2 separate regions of the Sus scrofa genome follow, and region 1 is linked to region 2. The links are chromatin contacts, called in public Hi-C maps. All regions are on one chromosome and are shown on one strand. Each heading gives the region's core, a stretch centred on a gene start, on an enhancer-like site or on the middle of the called end of the contact. The rest is flanking DNA. Distances are from core to core; before and after follow the strand shown. Region 1 holds the start of SLC12A5 (solute carrier family 12 member 5). Region 2 holds the start of ZSWIM3 (zinc finger SWIM domain-containing protein 3).

Evidence for each region. A called contact is a pair of places that touch in the nucleus more often than the background predicts.
Region 1: a contact with region 2 is called in a Hi-C map of liver, with 6 times the contacts expected there. The contact joins the promoter of SLC12A5 here to the promoter of ZSWIM3 in region 2. A contact is called at or near these places in 1 of 47 Hi-C or Micro-C datasets (liver) and 1 of 2 datasets of contacts at active chromatin or transcription factors (alveolar macrophages).

What each region holds. Positions count from the first base shown.
Region 1 is chr17:48,189,029-48,193,549 of Sscrofa11.1, forward strand. SLC12A5 (solute carrier family 12 member 5) reads left to right here and starts at 3,044. Exons shown (of 26, transcript XM_021078314.1): 1 at 3,044-3,251. The coding sequence starts at 3,131.
Region 2 is chr17:48,051,518-48,055,763 of Sscrofa11.1, forward strand. ZSWIM3 (zinc finger SWIM domain-containing protein 3) reads left to right here and starts at 2,962. Exons shown (of 2, transcript XM_013985404.2): 1 at 2,962-3,349. The coding sequence starts at 3,195. It overlaps ACOT8 (acyl-coenzyme A thioesterase 8), which reads right to left and starts at 2,818. Exons shown (of 6, transcript XM_001928889.4): 1 at 2,574-2,818; 2 at 913-1,049. The coding sequence starts at 2,692.

The DNA.
Region 1 (4,521 bases), core at 1,794-4,293, 140 kb after region 2:
CTCCCCTGAAACCGTCCCTTCAAAGCCACCCGGGATCCTCCTGTGGCCGGACAAAATGGGTACTTCTTGGTGCTCATTCTATACCATTTCTTGGCTTGTTTGATACAACCAATAATGCCCTTCCTCCTGAAATTTGTCTTCGCTTGGTCTCTGGGTCACCCCTTCCTCCTGGGTTTCCTCGTGTCTCCCCGGCTGGATCCCCCACTTTCCAACCCTCAAATGATGGCGTGCCCTTGTGCTCGATCCTTGGACGTCTTCTCTGTGTCCACTCATTCCCTGTGATCTCGTCTCGCCCCGCAGCTTTAAATAGCCTCTCTCTCTGCTAAAGACTCAGAAATTTATATCCTCAGCCTTCACCTCTCCCCTGAGCGCCAGACTCAGGGGTTCAACTGCCGACTCCGCACGGTCCTTAGGTGCCGCTCCACCTTCTAAACACCCTCTGCTGTCGGTTGTCACCACCTTTACTAAAGGACATCATCTGCCCTCAATCAAGCTTAAAACCTGACCAGTCCTCAAATCTAGGGATCTGTTAAATGCTTCATTCTGGTACAGGGTTTCTCAACCTGAGCACTCTTGGCAATCTGGACCAGATAATTCTTCACTGGGCAGGGGGGGACTCTCCATATTATTTAGGATTTAGTTTTTGGTTGCACTTGTGGCACTGGGAAGTTCTGGGGCCAGGGATCAAATCTGTGCCACAGCTCCAACCCGAGTCCCAGCAGTGATAATGCCAGATCTTTAACCCTCTGTGCCACCAAGGGAACTCCCATTGTAGAATGGTTGATGTCTTCCTCCCGGAGGTAGTGGGGTCCAAGGACAGATGCGAGACCCATTCAGGGTCTGTTGATCATGGATCCTAACTGGAAGTGGGGAGTGCAGGGAGGTGATGGTGAATCTGTGGCTTAGAGCCAGGCAGTTTTGGTCTTGGTGCAAAAGGCAGATGGCACAAGTGGCCTCTACCCACCAGATGCCAGTATCATCCTCCTTCCAGTTGTGACAAACTAAAATGTCTCTGAGTATTGCCAAATGTTCCCTGATGGGCCACACTGCCCCCCACTTGAGAACCACTGCTCCAATGCAACAAACATACAGACAGGTCAGCCCATCACAAGTGTACATTACAATATAGTTTCACAAACTGAACACAACTGTAACCAGCATCCAGATCAAGAAACAAAACATCACCGGCATCCTAAAAACCCCCGCATGCCCTCTTGTAATCACTGCCTCTTCATCCCAAGAGTTACTATCATCATTTATAACAGCTTAAAGATACATTTTTTTTTTTTTTGCTTTTTAAGGGCTACCCCAGAAGCATACAGACGTTCCCAGGCTAGGGGTCGAATTGGAGTTGCAGCTGCTGGCCTACACCATGGCCACAGCAACGCTGGATCCTTAACCCAGACAGCAAGGCCAGGGATGGAACCCTCATCCTCATGGACACTAGTTGGGTTTGTTACCACTGAGCCACAACTGGAACTCCTTAAAGATAGACTGTGACTATTTTCACGTTAGTTAAACAGTATTTTACAGGCATATACCTTGGAGTGGAATTGCTGGCTAGACAGGTATGTGTAAGTTCAACTTTAGCAGATGTGACCAAACAATTTTCCAAAGCGGTTCTGCCCATCTATATTCCCACCAGCAATGCATGAGATTTTCCAGGATCCTCCTTGAGGCCTCTTTCCATTACATGCAACGTCCAATCCAGCAGCAGGCCCTGTAGGTTCTACTTCCAAAATGTATCTGGAATCAGATGACTGCCACCATCCTAGCCCAGCTAACAGTACCTCTTACCTGGGGGTCTGCAGAAACCTCCTCATCAGACTCTCAGCCTCTACGCCTGCCCTTAGTTGAGTTTTCACCCAGCAGCCAGAGTGACCCCGTTAACATATAAGTCAGATTACTTCATTTTCCCGACTCAAAAACTTCTCACGGGTTCCCTGGTAGATTAGGAAAGAATCCAGATGCCTCCCTGAAGCCTTAGGATCTGCCTTCTTCTCCTCCCTCATCTCCTCACCACCACGCTTTTCGCTCACTGTTCCAGACACACTGGCCTTCTTGCTGCTCCCTAAACCATCCAGGCCTCTTTTCACCCCGGGGCCTTTGCACTTGCTATTTTCTCTTCAAGAGAGCTCTTCCCCCACATCTCTGCTTAATTGGCTCCTTCTCATTAGTGAAGTCTCAGGTTAAATATTCCATCTTCTGAGAGGTCTTCTCAGACCATGCCCTAAAGCAGTTCTTCCCTCTACTCATTATCCCTGGGCCTCCTCTTCTTCCTCTTCTTCCTCCTCTTCCTCCCCTCCTTCCCCTCCTCCTTCCTCTTCTTCTTCTTCTTCTTCTTCTTGTCTTTTTGCCATTTCTTGGGCTGCTCTCGCAGCATATGGAGGTTCCCAAGCTAGGGGTCTAATTGGAGCTGTAGCCGCAGGCCTACGCCAGAGCCACAGCAACGTGGGATTTGAGCCGCGTTTGCAACCTACACCACAGCTCATGGCAACGCCGGATCGTTAACCCACTGAGCAAGGGCAGGGACTGAACCTGCAACCTCATGGTTCCTAGTCGGATTCGTTAACCACTGCGCCACGATGGGAACTCCTCACCTTTTCTTCTTAACATATACAACAATCTCAAATTATCTTGTTTATGCGTTTGCTCACTTATCATCTCTCTCCTCTCACACATTAGGACTTAAGCCACACGAGGGAAGGAAGCCAGTGGGTCTCATCCAGTGCTGTATCCCCAGAGCCTAGCACCAATGCCTGAAACACAGGTGAGCTGTCAAGATGTGCTGAATGAATGAGTGTGAATGAAACCCAGATGTTTAGGAGACCCCAGCAGAGGAGCGCCGGTTCCAGGAGCCACATGCTGGGGTCCCTGGTACAGGGAAAGCTCTCAGCAGCGAGGGGGATCCTCAAGCGGTTCCAGTGGAATTGAGAGTCCAGGGCCTCAGAGCTAAGTGATGAGATACAGAGCCTCAGCACAGCGGGCACTAGGACCCTGCGCGGCGCCGCGGCCGGCGGGGGGCGGCCGGCGTGGAGGGGGAATCCGCTCTTTCAGCCTTCAGGAGCCGGGCTGCGGCCACTTGTGCAATCTGGGCCCGTTCCGCGGCCGCCCGGCCCCTTTCCGCACCATGAGCCGCAGGTTCACTGTCACTTCACTGCCACCCGCGGGCCCTGCCGGGACCTCTGACCCGGAGTCCCAACGGCATCCAGCAGCCGGTCTCCGCCACCTCTCTGGGGAAGACGCCAAAGGTAGAGGCCGCAGGGGGGCGGGGCCTACCGATATGGGGGCGGGGCTATGGAGGGGAGTGGGGGGGCCCCCCTTGGTGGGCAGGTCTTGTAGGGAGGGGCGGGGCCATGGCGGGGTGGGGTAGGGTCCCAGCCGAGGGCCGGAGAAAGGAGAGCGAGTTGGGACCTAGGAAAGTGGGGTAAGGCTGGTGGAGGGGAAATGATGAAGGGAGGGGCCAGAATAGCGGTGGGCGGGGACACAGAGAAGAGGGTGGGGCTAGAGTTGAAGGGGAGGATCTTGTGATGTAGGGGCTAAGACCTAGGGGGCTGGGCCGGAGGGCAGTAAAGGGGCGGGGTCACATCGGATAGGAGGCGGGACCAGAGAGGGAGAAGGTGGAACCAGGAAAAGGGAGGGCCGTGTGGGTGGGTCCAGAGCCAATGGGACGAGGCAGGACCAGCTTGGGTTTGGGGGTAGAAAAGGGCGGGACCACAGAAGGGGTTGGGCCAGCAGTATAGGGGTAGAGTGGCGGGCAGCAGGAAAAATGAGTTCCGCTGGGTCGCCGGGTCATTGGTGCCTGGCGGATCCTTCAGTCCTCAGCCACCCGGGAGGCGTCGCTGCCAGCGCCTGGGGAATCCCGGGAAGGAGACGGGAGAAAAGAGAAGTTTGGACCCCAGACAGCTAGATCCTGGGAGGCTCCTTTGGCGACTCCAGTCCCGACCTTTTGGGACTCAGCTCCCTCTACTCCTGCTCCACAAGCAGTGGGTGGTGCCAGCACTAGAGTAATGGATTAGGGGCGTCTTCCTGGAGGGCCCAGGGCAGTGGTCACGTCATGGAAGTTACATACAGGGTACAGAAGAGAGAGGAGGGAAAGGATCCTTCTAGCCTTCGGTGAAGAATTAGCATCCTGGATGCACACACAGTTTTCTCCGCAAGGGCCACCTGTCAGGGGTTCCCCTCCCTGACTCTGGGCCCCTCAGGTCTGGAAGGAACGTGGAGAATCGGCTCCAAATGGCCCCAGAGCAGGGAGGAGAAAGAGCCTCCCCAGGCCTCCAGGGGTCGCTGCTGAGCCGCAGGTGAGCTCACCCCGATTCCAGCAAAACTGAGCACCAAAAACCCTTTAGGGGTTTCAAACTTTGGCAAACCTCCTCTTTGGGCAGATGACTGAACTGAGGCCTAGATTTCTGGAAGGCTCCAGTCCCGTGAACCAGCCACCTCCTGGACGTGGTCACTAGGAATTTTAGGGCTCTTTTCTTTCTTCATCTTTCCCATAATCTGCCCTTTAATCACTTTCAG
Region 2 (4,246 bases), core at 1,712-4,211:
GAGACTCTTGAAATTGGGAGCATCTGCTTAGGAATGAGGGAAAAAGAGTGAGATTTTTGTTTCTCAAAAGAGAGCATGGCAGAGTTCCCACTGTGGTGCAGAGGAAACGAACCTAACTAGGAACCATGAGGTTGCGGGTTCAATCCCTGGCCTCGCTTAGTGGGTTAAGGATCCAGGCATTGCCATGAGCTGCAGTGTAGGTCGCAGATGCAGTTTGGATCCGGTGTTGCCATGGCTGTAATGTAGGCCGGCAGCTGTAGCTCCGATTCAACCCCTAGCCTGTGAATCTCCATGTGTCGCGAGTGCGGCCCTAAAAAGAAAAAAAAAAAAAAAAAAGAGAGAGAGAGAGAGAAAGAGAGCGCACATGGGTTTTAAAAGATTACTCTCTCCTTTGACCTGAGAGCAGTAAGCAGCTATAGAGATCTTGCTTGGTCTGCCCCTCCTCCATTTTTTAGGTGGGATGAAGGAGGGATTGGGGAGGTAGTTATCTCACTCAAGGTCACCTGGCAAAGCTCAAACCAGACCCAAAGTCTCTTTGATTCCCAGGCTGGTGCTCTCTTCTCCAAGTTAAGCTGCCAGCCTCCAAACGCCCAGCAGAGGTTACAGAATCCTCCAAGAATTCAGCACAGGGCTGACCCCAGGTGTGTAAAGAATAAAGAACAAAAAACCCCCTGGCAACAGTGAAGCTGCCGAGTCTTGTGCCACCATGGGCCAGAAAACAAGTACACAGCATCTCAGCAGGTATGGGGTCTAAGGCTCTTCCTGGCCTCAGGCCTTGTTCCTCTCTAGGCTCCCTAGAGCATCCCACTCCCTTCCCCCCACCCTCCACCTCTCTCCCTCTTCCTCCCCAAGGCGGGGAAGTGGCTGCTTGGGCCACCAGAGCTGGGGTGGGGTAGGGAGGGGGTGGTTTACCTGTCCGAACAAAGTAGCAGTGCAGGGAGTGCACGTGAACATCTTCGCTCACAGACTTGGCTGCAGCCACCAGGGCCTGGCCTACAATCTGACCCCCAAACAGCCGCTGGGTTGAGGGTACCCAGTAATGCCTTCCTCTGTGGGGAGAGGGGAAAAGCAGGAAAGACTTGGGGGCTAGGCCAAATCCCAAAAACCTTTGATGAGCCTCTAGTGAAAGATCTCTTAACCTGATTGGGGTTTGGGACCCTTTGAGCATCTGCTAAAAGCCATAGATCCTTTCCCCAGGCAAATATCCTGACATCTCTCTACCTAAAACTTCAAGGCCTTAGGATGCCCAAAACGTCCATGGACTTCAGTTAAGGCTAATGAAGCAATTCCCATATTTTACACTACAAGAACAGGGAGCATAAGAGAGAAACTGACTCGAGCAAGGTCACACAGCTCAAACACTTCCATCCTGAGAAGTATCTGGGTCTTTTGACCCCATGTCTTCTTCCCATACCAGCGTAAGGGGTAAGCCTCTCAAGGCCTTAAGTAAACAAAGACGAACCCCCAAAGCTGGGAGTGGACTGTATTAAGGTCTGCCACTCACACCCCTCAACTTTATAGCCTAGTTCTTCGAAGAACTTGATTTAGAGATTGAAGGGCCCTCAGACTTCAAATTTGACCCCTTCAGTGTACAGATGTGGAAATTGAGGCCCTAGAGGCAAGTCTTGTCCTGTGCCTGTGCCCAGTGGCAGCTCAAGAATTTAGGTCTCCATGGAGCATCCGTCATGGCTCAGCGGAAAGGAATCTGACTAGCATCCATGAGGACACAGGTTCGATCCCTGGCCTCACTCAGCGGGTTAAGGATCTGGCGCCATGAGCTGTAGTGTAGATCACAGACATGGCTCGAATCTGGCCTTGTGGCATAGGCAAGTGACTACAGCTCCGATTCAACCCCTAGCCTGGGAACCTTCATATGCCACGGGTGCGGCCCTAAAAAGACCAAAAAAAAAAAGAATTTAGGTTTCCAACTTCTCACATCCCAGCTCAAGATGTTCACATAATGCATAGCAAACAGTTCTCCAGAGTTACTTGTAATTTGTTAAAATGGGGGAAATTAAGTTAATGCCTAAAATAGTTTCCAATCAGCCAAGAAGAGCCTTGGAAGCCTAAGCTGTTAAACCCTCCACTACAGTCAAGAATTAAAGTGGCATCAGGAAGGAAACTGGCTCAGGCCTCAGAATGAATAGCTATTAGACCCCACCTAGTGGTGGTGGGGATGGGGTAGGGAAGAGCAAATAAGTGAATTTCCCCGTAGGAGCTGCAGATAAGTTTGCGTCCTTGGACAAATCACTGTCCTTTCTGGGCTGGCTCCCCCTGGGATATGACTCCTCAAGGGAGGCTGCTGAGAAGGACATCTTGGGTCACCACTGTTTTTGTTCAGATTGAGAGGACCTCCGTGAGGCTGCACTGACCCCTTGTGCAGAGGAGGAAACCTGGGCAGCTTTGTCAGGCACAAGTTCCCTCCCAATCGGCGCAGAGGCATCCTACGCAGAGTCAATTCTCATCCCGGGGGCTACGGACAGGGGCGACGGGGTAGCAGCAGTCAATATCAGGAGCCCCTGTCCCACTGTGTCTCGGGCGGGTTGCGGGGGGTACCAGATGCGGCCAACTACCTGAAGAGGTCCTGGTCCAAGAGCTCGAGATTGAGCACGCTGGTGACCAGGACACTGCGGAGGTCCCCGGGTGGATCGTCGCCGCTCTGTCTGTCCTCGGGAGGCTCCGTGGACGACATGTAGTTCAGTTACAGCTCGCCAAGGACTCTGCCCCGAGCTGCTCACACGGAGATTAGGTAAAATGCGCAGCCTCCGGCAAAAAGCTAAATAACCGGAAGTATCCGGCCGGCCCTGGGAAAGCGGGATGCAGGTTATGATTGGTCAATGCCCCTGTCGGTTTTCCGTTGAGCCAGCCCATCTACTCTCTAGCGATTGGAAAAAGTGAGTGCCAGTCTGAGAGGCTGGTGCTGATTGGATGTGTCAGTGATGGGGCGGAGCCCCGAGAATGGATAATAAGGGCTGAGTGTCATTTCCCTTCTGTCAGTAGCAAAGACGCCCCCCAGTGCACCTAGGTCCTCCCGAGCTGAGGGCTTCTCCTGAGCTCCGTAACAGGCCACCCGACCCGGGCCGACCCTTAAGGCCTCCTGGGCCCACTCCAGTCTGTAGAAACCTCACAGTGTGACCTCTGACCCCTGGTGTGGATCTTGGGGCCAGCCCCTGTTGTGGGCTGAGGGGGCGGCCATGGAGCTAGGCAGCTGCTTCAAGACCTACGAGGACTTCAAGGAGTGCTTCAGCGCCTACAAAAAGGAGAACAGGTGCTCCTTCATTCTCAGGGACTGCGTCTCCGTCCGCTTCCACAACCTCAACCATGGCACCTCCATCCGCGAGGACATCCTGTAAGGGCGGGGCAGGAGGGTGGGGAGGAGGCCGGATGGCCCTCTGGAGGGCGGCTTGGAGGAGGGAGTGCAGCTGGGCCCCTGTCTCTGAGCATTCCACAGGCACTCATTGAGCACCTGCTGTGTGCCTGGTGAAAAGTGCTAAACCTTCACAGGCGTAACTCTTGCCCACTTCACCTTCACTCACTCCTTCATGCACAGCTTTTCTGGAATTCATAGTGACGGCAGTTTGTCCCATTTTTCAAGCACCTGCCGTATCCCAGACACAAAGTATGGCTTTCACAAATGGATAAAAACGCCGTGGCCAGAGTTTTCTTCATCAGTCTTCTCTTTACAAAGCAGTAATACTGATCAATTGTTGGTTCGTTTGTTTGTTCATTCATTCATCATTCATTGATTCATTCATTCTGTAAATGGTTCTTGAGCTCCTGAGGTTTAAAAAATTGTGTTTTTCAAACACTTTCCCATGGTCCAAGCAGCATTCTCTGTTTGGTATCCGTGTTACCCTGCAGAGCTGTACTGAAAATTATAGGCAAAGGTTATTTTTCTATTTGGCAGATAAGAAAACAGACTTGGAGGCTAAGCTAATGGTTGAACACTCAATTGCCTTCAGGACTCAGGTGAAACAGCCTAGTGTAAGAAAGTTTAACTTTTAATTTAACCATAAGAAAAACAATGAGGAAAGAACAACCAAAACCAGGTCTTTGTGCTAGGGAGAACAGACGTGTGAATTGGGCAAAATGGAGCACAGGCCCTGTTTGATCAACTTCAGCTGATGGTTGCCATGTGAAAATGAGCCAGTGTTCCTAGATTTAGGGCAAATGGAGTCAGAAATCCAGGCTTTCCGTGAGTTTGTCCACTTTTTAAAAATTGAAAATTCAAATTTGAACACACCCT